Linked DNA regions of Mus musculus: region 1 is linked to region 2. A link is a contact called in public promoter capture Hi-C data. All regions are on one chromosome and are shown on one strand. Each heading gives the region's core, a stretch centred on a gene start, on an enhancer-like site or on the middle of the called end of the contact. The rest is flanking DNA. Distances are from core to core; before and after follow the strand shown. Region 1 holds the start of Prr3 (proline-rich polypeptide 3). Region 2 holds the start of Vps52 (VPS52 GARP complex subunit).

Region 1 (3,116 bases), core at 267-2,766, 2.0 Mb after region 2:
TTTTACAATCTGCTTAGAATTGGTGTTTTTATTTGGTACGACTATTACAAAGTCAAAGTTCATAGTTTTACACACAAAAAAAGTCCAATTGAGACAACTTTGTTTACTGACAGAACCACTTCGTTGATTTCATCTTTACACAGAATTCTGTGTTCATATATCTACAGGCCTCCGATTGCACTCAGATAGGGTCTCATGTAGCCTAGGCTAGCCGGTCTCAAATTTGCTATTGCAGGAGAGGCTGGCCAGGAACTCCTGATCCTTCCACATGTTAAGAACTTATGTTGACATTCTGTGAAAACCACAATGTCATAGCTACTGCAGCTTTTCACTAAATCTTGCTATGCCCTCTCACTTTGGTCTTGGTAGTGTCCCATTTAGAGCCTCTATAATGGAGAACATTTATTTCTACACACAAATAAAGACAGACCTAGGAGTTAATCTGGAAGGAAAGTAACATTTTGACAACACCGTATTTCCAAACGGTTAATATATGATCCCTCATTTAGGTACACACAATCCCTGGGCTTTTGTTTAAGTCTTTAGGGGTCCATCCCTTCTCCAGGGCTTAAAACATGAATCAGGGCCCAATTTCTCCTCACCTGACTTGGGATCACCAGGCTTCCCGTTAGCCATGGGGGGAGGGCCCAGAAGGCTGGGTGGTCCTAAGAGCAGACGTGAGAAAACAGCCATCAGAACGGTGCAAAGGACTGATCACCTCGTCCTTACGTGGTCTTATAACACTCAGTTTTTAACCAGGTAAGTCATATATCCACTCAGCAGTGCCGCAAACTCTCACCCCGTCCATCTGCCCGTCCCTCTGCAGAGTTGTTTGAGAGTCCATCAGAGGGTAACAGAGGTCTCTAACAGCTCTTTCCTCACAGTGCTGCATCCACAACATGCCAGTGATTCCACGTACCCCAATCCCTCACCTTAACTGTTGGCCCATCATAGTTTTTTTCTCCTCTCCTTCCCTCGGGGGAGTAGTTCACAGAAGGTTGACCTAACCAGTGGAAGTGTGGTCACAAATTGTCTTCCCGATCATCACAATCTGTAACATCGCTGCCACCCCTCTCCCCCCGCCATTCTGCGGTTGCGCAAGCCAGATGTTTAGCCGAGCCGCCACCTCCCCTGCCTTCTCCAGAAAGGATTAGGAGCCAGATTGAGGTTGAGGGTTCAAGCAAGCGAAGCCCTCAATCCAGGTTCCACCAGCATCCCTCCCCCACCACGTCCCACCCCACCTCCACGCGTGCGCCCTTCCTCCTTCCGTTGGCACCTCCTCCCCCGCATTTCATTCTATCCTAGCCCCCTGGCCGGCTGACAGGCGTGTGCACGCCCTGCCCCTCACCCATGGGGCGCTCATCCTCCTCATCTCCAGGCTCGTCCCGCTCAGACAGTGCGAGATGTTGCTGCTGCTGCGGCAGCGGCGGCGGCTGGTCCTGCTTCTTTCGTTTCGGCATAGCGGCTGCGGCAATGGCTGCAGCAAGATTTGGAGGGCAGTGAGGAAGGGGCACACTAGCTTTCCTTCCGCTTCCGGGTGGGCGATGGGCCGGGTGACCGAGGCGCCCACCATGCCACTTCCGGGAGGTCGTGGATGTGCCGCGGCCGTTCGCTCCTACAAGGTGCCTCGCTCACCCCGCCGCGCGCGTGGGGAAGCTTTGCTCCCCCTTGTGCAGTTCCTCTCCACGTGGGAAAGCACCACCCCATTCCAGTGAGACACCGGACAGGCTTCGGGACTCTGGCGGCACGCGAGAGGCCTGTCGCATCCTAAGGTCGCCACATCCGGGCCCCAGTTACCATGGCAACAACTACAGCCACAACTCCGTGCTCTCTGACCTCTCTCCAAAAGTCCTTGTCCCGCTCGCTTTTCCTCCTCACCCGCGCTCGCACGTGTGGCCAGTGAACCTGCCTCTTCCGCAATCTCCTTACCGAGTCCTGTTGCCGCAGGCCAGTCCACGGGGCAGCCAGTCCACCGGGCAGCCAGCGCAGTCCCGGCTCTCCCGCCAGGGGCCATCCTCTCCAGGCGGCCGCGCGGTGGGGCGTGTCCTCGCCCCGTCGCCCGGCCCCCGCCAGGTGAGTGGCAGCTCCCGGGAGCGCCGGGCGGCGGTGACACGCGTCCCCCCTCCCGCGACTGCCACTTGGTAGCGCCCGTGACGGAGTCGGCTCGGGCCTCCCACGCGCGTCTCCCGCTCGCCGCACCGTGCATCCCGGACCCGCGGACTCTCACGTGCCGCCGCTTGCATCCCCGCCGCCCCGCTCCCCGCTCCCCGCCGCTCGCTGCTGACGTCACCGCGGCCCCGCCTCCCCAGGGCCCCGGGCCGCCGGCGGGGGCTGCCCCGGGGAGTCAGTTGCGGCGGCGGGGAGCTCGGCGGAGGGCGGGCCGGGGCTCCGGGGCCATGCCGAGGAAGAAGCCCTTCAGCGTGAAGCAGAAGAAGAAGCAGCTGCAGGACAAGCGGGAGCGGAAGCGAGGTCAGGGAGGGGGCGGGGCCGCTGCGCAGCTCTGGAGGAGGGCTGTGCCGCGGCACCGCGGGCGGGGGGTGGGTGGGTGGGCTCTCGCGATCCCGCGTGGGCTGCCACGGTGGGGGTTTCCCGCAGCGGCGGGACGGGGAGGGGTGGAGGGTGGGGGATGGGAAACTCTGCTTCTGCTTCTGCTGCTGCTGCCACAGGGCGCTGTGACGACCTCCAGGCCCATCCGGGACGGGGTTGGGGCGCGCGGTTGGGAAGATGGAGCCTCTGGAGAAGTTGGGTCGGCTGAAGAAGAGCTTGTCCTACCGGCTCGGGGGGCTTTAGGTCCCCTAAGAACCGGTCTACACCGGCGTCACCGGCCCCTCCCCTCAGGGCTCCAAGATGGGCTGCGCTCCAGTTCCAACAGCCGCAGCGGTAGCCGGGAGCGGCGGGAGGAGCAGACGGACACGTCGGATGGGGAATCCGTGACCCATCATATCCGCAGGCTCAACCAGCAACCTTCCCAGGGCCTGGGGCCCAGAGGCTACGACCCCAACCGGTAAGCCAAGGAGAAGGGCGCTGGCCGCAGTTTCCCCGCCCTCACCCTTAGGAAAAGCTTCCGATGAAGGATTGAAAGTGGAACTAGTGAGGCTGGAAGCCAAGGAAGGTGG
Region 2 (3,017 bases), core at 54-2,553:
AAAAATTTACTCCAACTTTTATGTCCACCTGACATTACCTCGGCTCCCCAGGCCTCCTTCAAACCTCTCAGCAGCCACCCAGTTCCATCTATACCCTAGCATCCCACAAGGTCCCACCACTGACAGGTCTCATGGCTGAACACACCTGACCAGCAACTCCTCAAATCACCAACTTCAAGTCCTGTCCCTGTCTACAAGACTTTTAGCTCTGCAGAGAAACATCCCAGCTTCCTCCTACGACCTCCCTTTTTGCCATAATGGGGAAAACTGCCAGCTTCTGTGTCACCTTCCACTGTGGCATCTGCCAATAGCTTCTGCAGACCACCCCCAACCATCACCGCTAAGCCTGGACACCTCTTAGGATGTTAGTTTACAGGAATTCTACTCAAGGTTTGCTGACAGCAGAGACTGCTCTCGGAAGCTGAAGATCTCGGGAAACCTCTGCAAGGTGGGACATGACTACACTCACACCCCACTACCCCTGGAGCAATGTTTTGGTTTAACCCTGGGTCATCATCAGGCTTTTATTGAAACGGGTTGGGTGAGTTTAGCTGCTTCTCTTTTGCCCCTAACACTTTTACCTTAATGGCAGTGATGGCGAAGGCTATTTTCCGCCGCCCATCGATGTTGGTGTTGAGTACTCGCAAAATGTGCTGGAACTTCTCAGGGATCACTAGAGACTGAAAGAACACGGGCAGTTATCAAGACAGGTTACCCCCAAACCGGGAAGGTGGCCGAGGCAGGGTTGGATTGTCTGCTAAGTTCTTACACAACTCCTCAGTCACCGGGGCTCACCCCTAACGCGCTCAGGCGCGGGAAATCGCAACCTCTGACAAGAGGGTGGACGTCGGCCGCGGCCCCCAATTCCCTGGACAGGGGAAGCGGGAGGAGCCCACACACAGCCAAGCTCCTGGCAGCTTTGCTGTGTAAGAGGAGCGAGCATTCCTCGGGGCCCCGATCCCCGGGATTTCACGTCTTAGGTCGTCCCCTCTCGGGTCACACTCCATCGCTCCACAGAGGGCTGTGGGCCCGCAGCATGGGGCACTCTCTGAGTCCTGACGGAAATCTCTCCCTGCCCCGGCTCCGATGTCGCAGGATCCCGGCGCGGATTCCGCTCTTACCATGGCGGCGGCACAGACGGCGGCGTGTAGGCCTCCTGTGGAAGAGAGAGCGGAAGTGACGTATAAGTCTTATATAGATTCCTGGCGGAAGAGGCGGGGCTATCCCCGGAGGTCCACTTCCGGAAATTGCTTCTCTCCCCGTCTCCCCCTAAGGGAGGAGTTGTATTGAGACAGTTTTGGAAGGGACCGGAGCTATAACTTCCGGTTCGGCCTTCTCTGTCGTCGTACCGTTCTTGTGTGGGCGCGGAGCGAAGGTTCCGGAACAGAGTTGTGTTCGAGACGTTCACCTTCCTGTTTGCACTTGACCGAAATGATCAAAGCCTAACCGGAGAGGCTGGAGCCGATCGCCTTAGCTCAAATATCTGGGACCCTTTTTTGCTCCATAGAAGACATTCCAGGACTTGTAGCTTTGCTTCGGGAAACGGACTTTCTGAGACTGACAGCTGCCGGAAGTCGGAAGTGAAGCTGCGGGGGAATGGCAGCCGCAGCGACCATGGCGGCCGCTGCCCGGGAGCTGGTGTTGCGGGCTGGGGCCTCAGATGTAGAGGAGGAGGAGGGCCCGCTGGTGAGAGCACGGGGCTGTAGGTCCTCCGGAGTATCGTCAGGTTGTCCCTCTCCTCAGGCGTAGGCTCCATTTAGACAAGAGGTTCGGAGCCGTCTTGCCACGGGTGATGGTGACCTAGCCTTCGTAGGGACCAAAGTGGCTGAAACCCAAGCCCCAGGGACAGTGTCAGCTTCCTGTTCACGATTTTTAGTAGAAAAAAATTTTAGTGTTTAGCGTAAAAGGTTAAGAACGTGGCCTCTGGAACCAATTTGCCCGGGGTCCCACCTCCAGCCCCACCGCTTGAAAGCTATGCTGTGTTTTCGGTGCCAAAACTTCCCACACCTTTACAGTGCAAACGCTGTTAGGACATACCTTATAGGTGGTCGTTAGGATTAGCCGAATGAGCATGTTAAATGGTGTACCAGACACAGGGGTAAACACTATGTAAGCTGGCGATTTTAGCCTCTGGAATTCCCTCAGGGATCACCTGGAATAGCTGGAAACTGAGGTCCTAAATTCAAAGGCAAGTTTGACTAGTCCTAGTTTTTTCTCATTTGAACAACTCCAGCAACTCCATGAATTGCCTGATATTCTCAGTAGCCCAAGATTGTAGATTTGAACGCATCAGAATCTTTGACCCACTTACTCCGGCACCCCCCACCCCCCAAAGCACCCCCCACCTCACTTGGAGGATTAAGGATACCCGATTATGTTTTGTTTCCAACATCTCTTTCTGTATCCCACATTCATTAACCTGTCCCTCTTCAGGGGGGGGGTTCTGGACTCCAAGAACCCCTACAACTTGGAGAGTTGGACATCACCTCTGATGAATTCATCTTGGATGAAGTGGATGGTAAGTGCTGACATGGGGTGGGAGCAAAGTAGACCCCTTTATTCTTTAGAAATATATTACATGACCCCAGTAGATTACCCTCTATGGTTTCTTTCTTTTGTATGTGTGTGTGTTTTTATTTTTAATTTATTTTTATTTTTTTGGTTTTTTTTCGAGACAGGGTTTCTCTGTAGCTTTGGCTGTCCTGGAACTCACTCTGTAGACCAGGCTGGCCTCGGACTCAGAAATCCGCCTGCCTCTGCCTCCCAAGTGCTGGGATTAAAGGCGTGCACCACCACCCCCCGGCTGGCTTTTTTCTTAATGTACAGATAAAGTTTAATCCATGAGTTGAGAAGGCTTAACTTCTAATTTAGGAATAGTAAGAAATGAACAGTACGAGTCGAATAGTCACAGCAATACACTATAATAAAATCGCAGCATCACTTTTTCCCCTTTGGGACTATTGTTGAGTAAGAATACAGCCTGGTTGAACATACATACGCAGACAGCTAAGACTGAG

The links. Promoter capture Hi-C pulls out the DNA fragments that hold promoters and counts their contacts.
Region 1: a contact with region 2 is called in a promoter capture Hi-C map of hippocampal neurons, with 2.2 times the contacts expected there. The contact joins the promoter of Prr3 here to the promoter of Vps52 in region 2. A contact is called at or near these places in 3 of 39 promoter capture datasets (cranial neural crest, embryonic stem cells and hippocampal neurons), 1 of 115 datasets of contacts at active chromatin or transcription factors (embryonic forebrain) and 1 of 9 other capture datasets (liver).

Annotation. Positions count from the first base shown.
Region 1 is chr17:35,977,779-35,980,894 of GRCm38.p6, forward strand. Prr3 (proline-rich polypeptide 3) reads right to left here and starts at 1,517. Exons shown (of 4, transcript NM_145487.4): 1 at 1,349-1,517; 2 at 603-665. The coding sequence starts at 1,460. It overlaps Gnl1 (guanine nucleotide binding protein-like 1), which reads left to right and starts at 2,177. Exons shown (of 12, transcript NM_008136.2): 1 at 2,177-2,469; 2 at 2,839-3,004. The coding sequence starts at 2,397.
Region 2 is chr17:33,954,497-33,957,513 of GRCm38.p6, forward strand. It overlaps Vps52 (VPS52 GARP complex subunit), which reads left to right and starts at 1,304. Exons shown (of 20, transcript NM_172620.4): 1 at 1,304-1,686; 2 at 2,434-2,518. The coding sequence starts at 1,597. Rps18 (ribosomal protein S18) reads right to left here and starts at 1,169. Exons shown (of 5, transcript NM_011296.3): 1 at 1,122-1,169; 2 at 582-680. The coding sequence starts at 1,124.